Regions from separate parts of the Sus scrofa genome. Here all the other regions are linked to region 3. The links are chromatin contacts, called in public HiChIP or PLAC-seq maps. All regions are on one chromosome and are shown on one strand. Each heading gives the region's core, a stretch centred on a gene start, on an enhancer-like site or on the middle of the called end of the contact. The rest is flanking DNA. Distances are from core to core; before and after follow the strand shown.

What was found. HiChIP or PLAC-seq counts read pairs in DNA pulled down with a chosen protein or histone mark.
Region 1: an H3K27ac HiChIP or PLAC-seq map of skeletal muscle shows a contact between it and region 3, with 10 times the contacts expected there. The contact joins the promoter of PLCL2 here to the enhancer-like site in region 3. A contact is called at or near these places in 2 of 5 promoter capture datasets (fetal liver and liver), 10 of 47 Hi-C or Micro-C datasets (alveolar macrophages, embryonic fibroblasts, fetal heart ventricle and 6 more) and 2 of 2 datasets of contacts at active chromatin or transcription factors (alveolar macrophages and skeletal muscle).
Region 2: an H3K27ac HiChIP or PLAC-seq map of skeletal muscle shows a contact between it and region 3, with 12 times the contacts expected there. The contact joins two enhancer-like sites. A contact is called at or near these places in 2 of 2 datasets of contacts at active chromatin or transcription factors (alveolar macrophages and skeletal muscle).

What each region holds. Positions count from the first base shown.
Region 1 is chr13:3,990,962-3,993,678 of Sscrofa11.1, reverse strand. It overlaps PLCL2 (inactive phospholipase C-like protein 2), which reads right to left and starts at 1,449. Exons shown (of 7, transcript XM_021069677.1): 1 at 1,351-1,449; 2 at 438-982. The coding sequence starts at 767.
Region 2 is chr13:3,930,622-3,933,705 of Sscrofa11.1, reverse strand. No RefSeq gene overlaps it. Among named protein-coding and RNA genes, the nearest start is that of PLCL2, 60 kb to the left of the region's middle. Within about 2 kb of position 1,340, at least 13 of the 83 cell types and tissues checked have an H3K27ac peak or open chromatin away from gene starts, as enhancers often do. A contact at or near this core is called in skeletal muscle, where this site is marked.
Region 3 is chr13:4,266,668-4,269,486 of Sscrofa11.1, reverse strand. The region is part of intron 19 of TBC1D5 (TBC1 domain family member 5); the gene reads left to right. Among named protein-coding and RNA genes, the nearest start is that of PLCL2, 280 kb to the right of the region's middle. Within about 2 kb of position 1,301, at least 4 of the 83 cell types and tissues checked have an H3K27ac peak or open chromatin away from gene starts, as enhancers often do. A contact at or near this core is called in skeletal muscle, where this site is marked.

The DNA.
Region 1 (2,717 bases), core at 200-2,699, 280 kb after region 3:
GAGTGGGGGGAGAAAACTATTAAATAATCTGTTTGCTGCCTGGGATTTTTAAGAAAATGTTTTCACGTAATCACTGTCTTTAACATACAATAGAAACCTTACAAGGAGTCTGTTACCAGCCTAGGTTACCCCAGGAGAACGTGCCCTGCCCAGCAGGTACAGGCCATCATTTCAGGCCAATCCTGGGAGAGGTGACAGCCCTAAGTTGCACGGGAGATGTCTGAGCACAGCTCCCCTGCACATTCGGGACCACCTCTCCATTCTTCCCAAATGCCATATGCACCCAATCCCTGCTCAACCACCCCAAGCACCAGTGCATCCCTAGCTCCCGTCAGCAGGGGCTCCTGGTACAACCCTCTCCTGACACCAGCACTCCCCTCAGGAAGAGCCCCCGTGGACGGCGCGGGGCGGGCGGAGGGTGCCCCTCTCCCACCTACCTTGATGATGCTGCTCCTCCGGGGCAGGCCGCCCGGCTTGCTCTCCCGGGGGAGGGGGCAGGCGGCCGGGCCGGGGGTTGGAGCGAGCGCGGCGCCTCGGGGGCCCCTGGCTGGGCTGGCTCGGGCTTCGTCCCCGGACACGCCGAGGCTGCAGTCTCCGTTGGAAACCCCGGCGCTGTCATAGCGCGCCCGCCCGTGGCCGTGGAGCCCGCCGCCACCGCCGCCACCTTCCCCGGCCCCGGCTTTCAGGGCGCCCTTGGCCCCGAGGGCCGGGCTCGGGGAGGTGGGCAGGGCCCCGCCGGCGGCGCCCCCCCGGCCGCACTCCGCCATGGGCGCCCCGCGACCCGCCAGCACAAAGCCGCGTCCCCGCGTCCCCGCGTCCCCGCCGCCTCGGGCCGCGCGGCCCCTCCTCCTCTCCTCCTCCCGCCGCCGCCTCGGCCGCTTCTTCCGCTTTTTTTTTTTTTTTTTAAATTTAGATGTGCTGTTGGTTTCGAGCTCGCCTCGCGCACGGTTAGAGTCGCGGCGGCAGGATTATCGGAAGATTCCTGCAGGGGGAGAAGAGAGACACAGTCAGCACGGCGGCGGGGCCCGGCGCCCGGCACCCGGGACGGAAACACGCCCGGCACACGCGCCGCCGCGGGCGCCACAAACCCCGCGCGGCCGGGGCGCGAGGCCCCACCCCGGAGAACCGGGCGCCCACCCCGGGGCTCGGGGCACCCACCGCGCGGGCACCGGGGCGGCCCCCTCGGGTTCGGGGAAGCGGCAGGCTCCCAGAAGCGCCTCGGCCACGCGGAGGAGCCTCCCCAGACTCTCTCGGCCCCGGGCGCGCGGCGGCGACGGTGGGGTCTCCCCGGACCCCAACTTCCCGAAGGCCGTCGCGCGCCGGGCCCACCACGTCTCCCCAGGACCCCACCTGGGCCGGCGGCTCCAGGGAAGCGCACCGCGGGCAGGGCGGCGGAGACTCGCCCACCCCGCCGCGGCCGTCTCCTCCCGGGCTCGGCGCTGCCCCCTACAGGCCGCAGGGACCCTCCCCGCCGCTCCGACCCACCGCGAGCCGCCGGACTCCCGCCCGAGGTGGCCGCCGTCGCGGCTGCTCCCGCCCGACCGGCTCATCGGGCCGCGGGAACCTCACCGCCCAGAGGACCGCGACGGGAAGGGGCCGCGGGTCCCGGAGGTCCCCCAGTCCCCCTAGAGCTGCGGCAACTGCCAATCACCCGCCAGCGCCCCGAGGGGCAACGACCGCGCAGGCCGCGGGGCCGCACGAAAGTCTAGAGCTCGGAGCTCGGCCGCTGAGCGCCCCCCTACTCCGCCCCTCACGCGGGACTCGTTCCATTTCTGCCCAGTTCGGGAGAAGACCCTCTGGACGTTCCCCTCTGGGCTTACCCCTTGGGTCAGACACTTCACATACAGAAATCAATTCCGTTCCTTTGAGCTCCTGAAATGTGAATGTTTCAACTGATTCAACTGGTTGCAAGGATGCTGGGGAGGGGCGGGAGGGGAAGAGAGGTGAGAAGCAGAGGACCTGGGCCGAGCCTGTTCTGTGCCCTCTAAATCGTCCTCCAGGGATTTATCACCATCGTCCCTCACTCCCGGTGCCCTTCCTGATCCCGCCGCCAGGGACGGCAGCTGGTCAGGCTCTCTGACGACCCGCCCTAGGTCAGGCACATCTTTGGAGGCAGGATCCTACTTGGATCACTACAGCTCGTCCTTCGTCACTCTGGTCCCCCTCCTTCCCCTTTACGCCAATGCTTTAGGTAGAGTGACCCGCCTAAATACCCTGATCACGTTGCTCCCCCGTGCAAGTACTTCCCCTAGATCTCCATCCTTGGAGCCAGGCAGGGCCCAAACTCCACAGCTTGGTACCCGAGGCCGCACCCAAGCCTGGCCCCACCCACCTCTCTGTCCCAGGCTCCCCGGCTCCAGCCGTCAGCCCTTCTCTAGCACCCAGCTCTTCTCCAACTAGTGTGTCTTCTTTTCGGGAATGCGCTTCCCGCAGGGCAAGAAGGAGAAACTAATAGTCCGCTGGGGGGTAAACTTAAAGACCTTGCTTTCTTTAGCATGATGTTGTAACAAACTGCCAAATAGCCCTCAAGGAAAGGAGTTTTACATACACATGCATACCCGCCCTTGCCTCTGAAGCAACTTCAAATACCTTCGTGTTATTCTTGGGGGCGTTTTTAATTCTTCTGATCTTCTGGATTCATGTTTTTGTAACCCATCTGACGCCAACCTGGGCCTACACGTTAACAGAAATATTTTCACATCGATGGACAACAATGT
Region 2 (3,084 bases), core at 91-2,590, 340 kb after region 3:
CTAATCCATTATGCCATGTTAATTCCATGATTGATGTAATGCAGCTCTCTCTTCCAGGACTTGGGGAGCTATGAAAATAGTCATCCCTCTGAGCTACAGAAGCCAGTTTTCTTGTTATGTTCTGTTAAAAGTACACAATGCTATTTGTTGGAAAAGAATTGAAATATGCACACCCTTTGGTCTCTGAATCCTAAACAGCAGAGAAAGGCAAAATGTATCATGTAGACCCCATGACTTCAGACAGAGCTATTTTTAATTTTCAACTTGTGTCTAAACTTGGGAACCAATTTTACTACCTGGAGCGTTCAAAAAAAGTTAACTAGGTTTGCTTCCGCACATAAGCTGAAGTTAACTGCTTTTGCTTCAATTAAATAAATGCTGGCAGTGCTATCAGGTCCTGGCATGACCAGATGGCTGTCGCCACACCTTGCCAGTTGCCAATCAGCATTCAACAGCTGGGCTTGGCCACACAACAGCTGCCCTTGACCCTGGTTTCTGATCATCTGTTGGCTATAAATAGAAGCAGGGTGTCAGGAAAAGGGAGCAAAGTACTTGATACCAGCAATTCAGGAAATTCATCTGACAGTGACATAACCAGCTTAATGTACTGAGCTAGTTTCAAGAATATTTGAGAATCGAGAAACACAAGGTCCAGTATATGGTCATTCCAATGTCGACAGCATGAAACCATGAGTGCCTTTATGAAATAAAGGCTAGAACATTTCCAGATATATATGTTATCATTTTGAGAGCATCATGTATCAGTGTTTGAAGTGCCCTTGGTTTGACAGGTACCACCTGTTAGAATTTGTTTAAGAAATAGAAGAGCATAGCCAAAATTCAGTGTCATGCTTTTCTCATACCAAAAAAAAAATTTTTACAGGCAAAAAACTTGGCAGAGGCTCATCATTCTTCTTCACATTAATGTACCTTCACTCATTTATCAAATTTCATAGTAGAGCTAAAGACTGAGAGATGAGGATTTTTTTGACTCTGATCTGGACCAGGTGATTCCAAAAGAGAGCATTAGGAAGAGATTCTAGGTGTGTTATGTGGCTAAATGTCCTTATTTTCCAAAGAGAAAAGATGGGGGTGTGGGGGAACAGAAAATGACATTTTTAGAAACAAAACTGATGTTTCTGCTGGGCAAGATGCAAGCCACACACTCTGAAGAAATGCAAACACAGCCCAGCAAGAAAGGAAAGAGCCATAAAGTGGAATAAAGCACGAGAGAAAAGAAAAGAGCTGAATTTAAGCTCCAGAGAGGTTTTCGTTAAACCACCAGGATGTTACAGGGCGAGGCTTTAACGGTGAAGGCCACACTTGGGCAGGCCCAGGCGCCTCTCAGTGGGGACAGCTGGTGATGTCCTTCACTGCTGACAACTGGGGTGGGGGAGTGTGTGGACAGAACCAGCAACTGCGCACTTGGCAACTCTCCATGAAGCTGAGGACCGGCCAATGGGACAGAGCCTGACATCACAGATCCCAGAGGGACAACCTGAGAGGAGGCCTGTGGAGACCAGAGCATCCAGTCCAATGGCTAGGCACAGAGGACCCTCTTCCAAAGTCAAGGACAGCTGAGGACTCCGCACATGTGAGTACTTATACTCTGAGTAGTTGAAAGACTGAAAGCCACTAGGAATTCATAAGGCTTTAAAAAATTACTTGTATTTTGTTCCTCACCACACCATCTATAGGGTTTTGGGAACAAGTCATATAAGTTCTGGGAACCAAGTTATTTTTTTCAGTCTACAAATGGATTAGAGGTCCCCTGGTCATTCCAAGCACAGACAGAACATTTGATCAGGGATTCTGACTTCCGTGTTGACGGGCTGATTAGAAACTGCATTATTTATGCCCCTGTGGGATTGCTGTGGCTTTTGAGGCTGGAAACCACCTGCTGTGGTATCTCTTGCCCTAATTTTAGGTGCATTGATCTCCATTTTTTGGATATGTGCCTCCATGGCAGATTTTGAAAGAGAATTAATCAGTTGTCTTGATTATTTTTCATTAATTGAACTAATCTCAATCCAAATTTGGAGGATACCTTTTTTAAAAAAATTTTTATTATAGTTGATTTACAGTGTTCTGTCAATTTCTGCTGTATTTATTCCTTTATATGTACATATACAATGAATATATATATATATATATACACCCACGCACACATATATTTGTATAACTGGGTTACTTTGCTGTAGAGCAGAAATTGACAGAACATACACACACACACACACATATATATATATATATCATAAACACACACATTCCTTCTCTCATATGATCTTCCACCATGTTCCATCACAAGTGATTGGATATAGTTCCCTGTGCTATACAGCAGGAACTCATTGCTTATCCACTCCAAATGCAATAGTTTGCATCTATTAACCCTATACTCCCAATATATCCCACTCCCTTCCCCTCAGCAACCACAAGTCTGTTCTTTAGATAGGTTCATTTGCGCCATATTTTAGATTCCACATATAAGTGACATCATACGGTATTTGTCTTTCTCTTTCTGACTACCTTCACTCAGTATGAGAATCTCGAATTCCATGTTGCTGTAAATGGCATTATTTTGTTCGTTTTTATGGCTGAGTAGTATTCCATTGTTTATATGTACCACATCTTCTTGATCCATTCATCTGTCAATGGATATTTAGGTTGTTTCCATGTCTTGGCTATTGTGAATAGTGCTGCAATGAACATAGGGATGCATGTATATTTTTGAATGAAAGTTCTGTCTAGATATATGCCCAGGAGTGGGATTGCTGGATCATATGGTAGTTCTATATTTAGTTTTATGAGGAATCTCCATACTGTTTTCCATAGTGGCTGTGCCAGTTTACATTCCTACCAACAGTGTAGGAGTGTTCCCTTTTCTCCACACCTTTACCAGCATTTGATATCTCTAGATTTATTAATGATAGCCAACTTGACTGATGTGGTACTTCATTGTAGTTTTGATTTGCATTTCTCTAATAATTAGTGATGCTGAGCATTTTTTTTATGTGCCTGTTGGCCATCTGTTATGTCTTCTTTGGAGAAATATCTATGTAGGTCGTCTGTACATTTTTCAGTTGG
Region 3 (2,819 bases), core at 52-2,551:
ATTATAACCCAATAATTTCCAGATGAGCTGGCTGTACTGTAAATCATAATTGCAGCAAGTGTGTCATGGGACCAGGGTTGTTGTATAATTCAAAAATTGATTTTTTTTTACTATTGTGTAAAAGTTACAGGGAAAGCAGATCTGTTGCTGATACATTATTATACATAGAAAATATGGTTCCCTTTAAGAAGGCTCTTTTTTTAGCTTGTTCAACTCAAAATAGCGTAGGACTTCAGATAGTGATCTCTCCAGGGGATGAGTCTGTTGGTAGTGACTGTGCTTCATGTTGAACTTTGTCACCCAGGAGAGAAACCAGAGAACCCCAAAAATCTTCCTTCTCAGTGCTCCTGTGAAATGCTGCATGGTGTTTCCTTTTCCTTTCTTTCCCGTAGTCTTAAAATGCATTCCTCTATCCCTCCCTTCCTTTGTCTGTTTCTTTGAATTTGAACATTTTAAGCATTTACTATAGGTCCAATTTGTAAATGAAATCTCGCCTATAATAAGCATATCAAGTTTAAAGGGTATGCAGTTCACAGATTTATTTTTACATGTTGACATTTATAAGCGCATGTGGTAACTTATGAAATCTTTTCATTACCTAATATGAAATTAGAACTTGTTTAGGTCTTTATTTTATCACAGATGAAACTGACTTCAAGTTTAGTTAAAAATAAATTTTGTCTGTTGTAGGAGGAAGTCAATTTGAGAAGCATGCTTACTTCTTAAATGCATGTAACTTACTTATGGATAAAGACATTTTTAAAAAAATAAGAACATATAAAATCATGCTGTTATTTGTAGCATAACAAAATCTGCTCAGCAAAATCTTTTGATTGCTAAAGATTCCTATGCTTCAGACTAGTAGAAACTTGTTTTTTTCTCTAAGGAAAACATGCACAAAAACTTTTTGGGAAACACTTTTAAAAAATTATTTTCTTTAAAAAATACTTTATATTCATCTTTCTAAGATTGTATTTTCTGTTTCACTGTACTTTTAATAATTAGGTTGATAAGTAAAAGAATTACAACATTAAATATGAAAGAAAAGCTGATTTTTTTTCCTTTTTATGAAATCTAATTATTTTTTCTTATGAAATCCAGGCGATGTAGTTACAGGAAGTGATGCTCAGGTTTCTGTTCCTGTCCAGACTCTAACTGACCTCCCAGGTACAGTTACCATGGCACTGTGGTCTGTTTCTTTGCCTGCAGTGTTCTCATTGCCGCCTCCGAAACTCCATTTTCCTTTTTGCCTGCCCTCCATTCATGCTGTTTATCAGTTCACTCCATTGTTCAGCCACTGGGTGGCACTGTTGTTTAGAACAAAAGTCCCCTCACATGTCATACAGTGGTGGCGGTGCTGAATATGGCTAAGATGTGAGGTTTTGGGGTTTTTTGTTTTTTGTTTTTTTTTTAATTAAGTTTGTCCCAGCCCCTTTCCTTGAAAAACATGATCACTCTATATTTTATGGTTATTTTAACCACATTTTATTTGGCAGCTCACGCTGAGGTGTTCTTTTTATGGCATTAGTGCTTTGTGACAGTATTTGACAAATTAGCTCTGATTATATTATATGTTGTTTCTATGCATATTGTTGTATGTATTAGCCAGAGGTACTTATTACATTTTACCTAAAAGAATTATAACTCAATTTTGAAATATGTTTTTAAGTATAGGCTTTGTATTATGAATTAATTAACAGAATTAAAGTTCAGCATGGCAAATCTCTGCACAGTAATTGACAGTGGCTTAAAATAAAAAGATAATATTTATTGTAACCATTTGTTCAAAATCTAGAAAAGGTTTATTTAAGAAATGCAAAATAAAAATAACCCATATTCAGCACCTCCTGTGAAATTTAGAAATATATAAATATTTAAAGTAGCTAGGTTCATCTTTTATTGTGTAATCTTTTAGATAAAATATGTTATAGAGAGGAATTCTGTATTAAATGGAAGTCTAGACTAACTTTAAAAATCCTCCGTTGGGGTTAATAGATGCAGACTATTGCCTTTGGAATGGATTAGCACTGAGATCCTGCTGGTAGCACTGGGAACTACGTCTGGTCACTTATGATGGAGCACGATAATGTGAGAAAAAAGACTGTGTACATGTATATGTAACTGGGTCACCATGCTGTACAGTAGAAAAGAGACAGAACACTGTAAACCAGCTATAATGGAAAAAATTAAAACATTATTAAAAAAAAAAACAGAATCCTCCACTCAAATTCACACTAAAAAAGGAAGTAGTATCAATTGAAATTCATGTCTTCCTTAGTTTAAAATATAGTCATACTACTAGTATTAAAATACTGTTCTAAATGTGATATGTCACCATGATATCTGTGCTTTTAAATAAATTTACAGAAAATAATATATTGTGATTAGGAGAAGAATGGTGTGTTCTCTTAACATCTTAGAAAAACATACTGCGGCAAAAGAAGGATGTGATCTTACTTCTATATATGGTTCCTCGTTTCACAGGTACAGTTTCTGGCTCTGTTCTGATAATTGAACCAGCTGACCTTTAGTTTAGGGCTTTTCAAGCTCGGGGATTCCGTGAAAGGCTGCTGTTTACTTTTAGTATCTGCTCTTTAGCTTGGTCCGTTATTGCACTTAAATGGATAGTGATGTGGTCATTTGATGTGGTGAGAATTCATAGGACTTAAATTAGTTTCCTAAAATTAAAATCTGAGCTCCCACCACCCACTCTCTGGCTGCTTTTTAACAAGAGTTTTGTTATCCCAGAGATACCTTGCTGCAGAGTATATCTCTAGCTGTGGAAGCCCCATGGTTTATACCTGTGGGAAGAGAAAGCT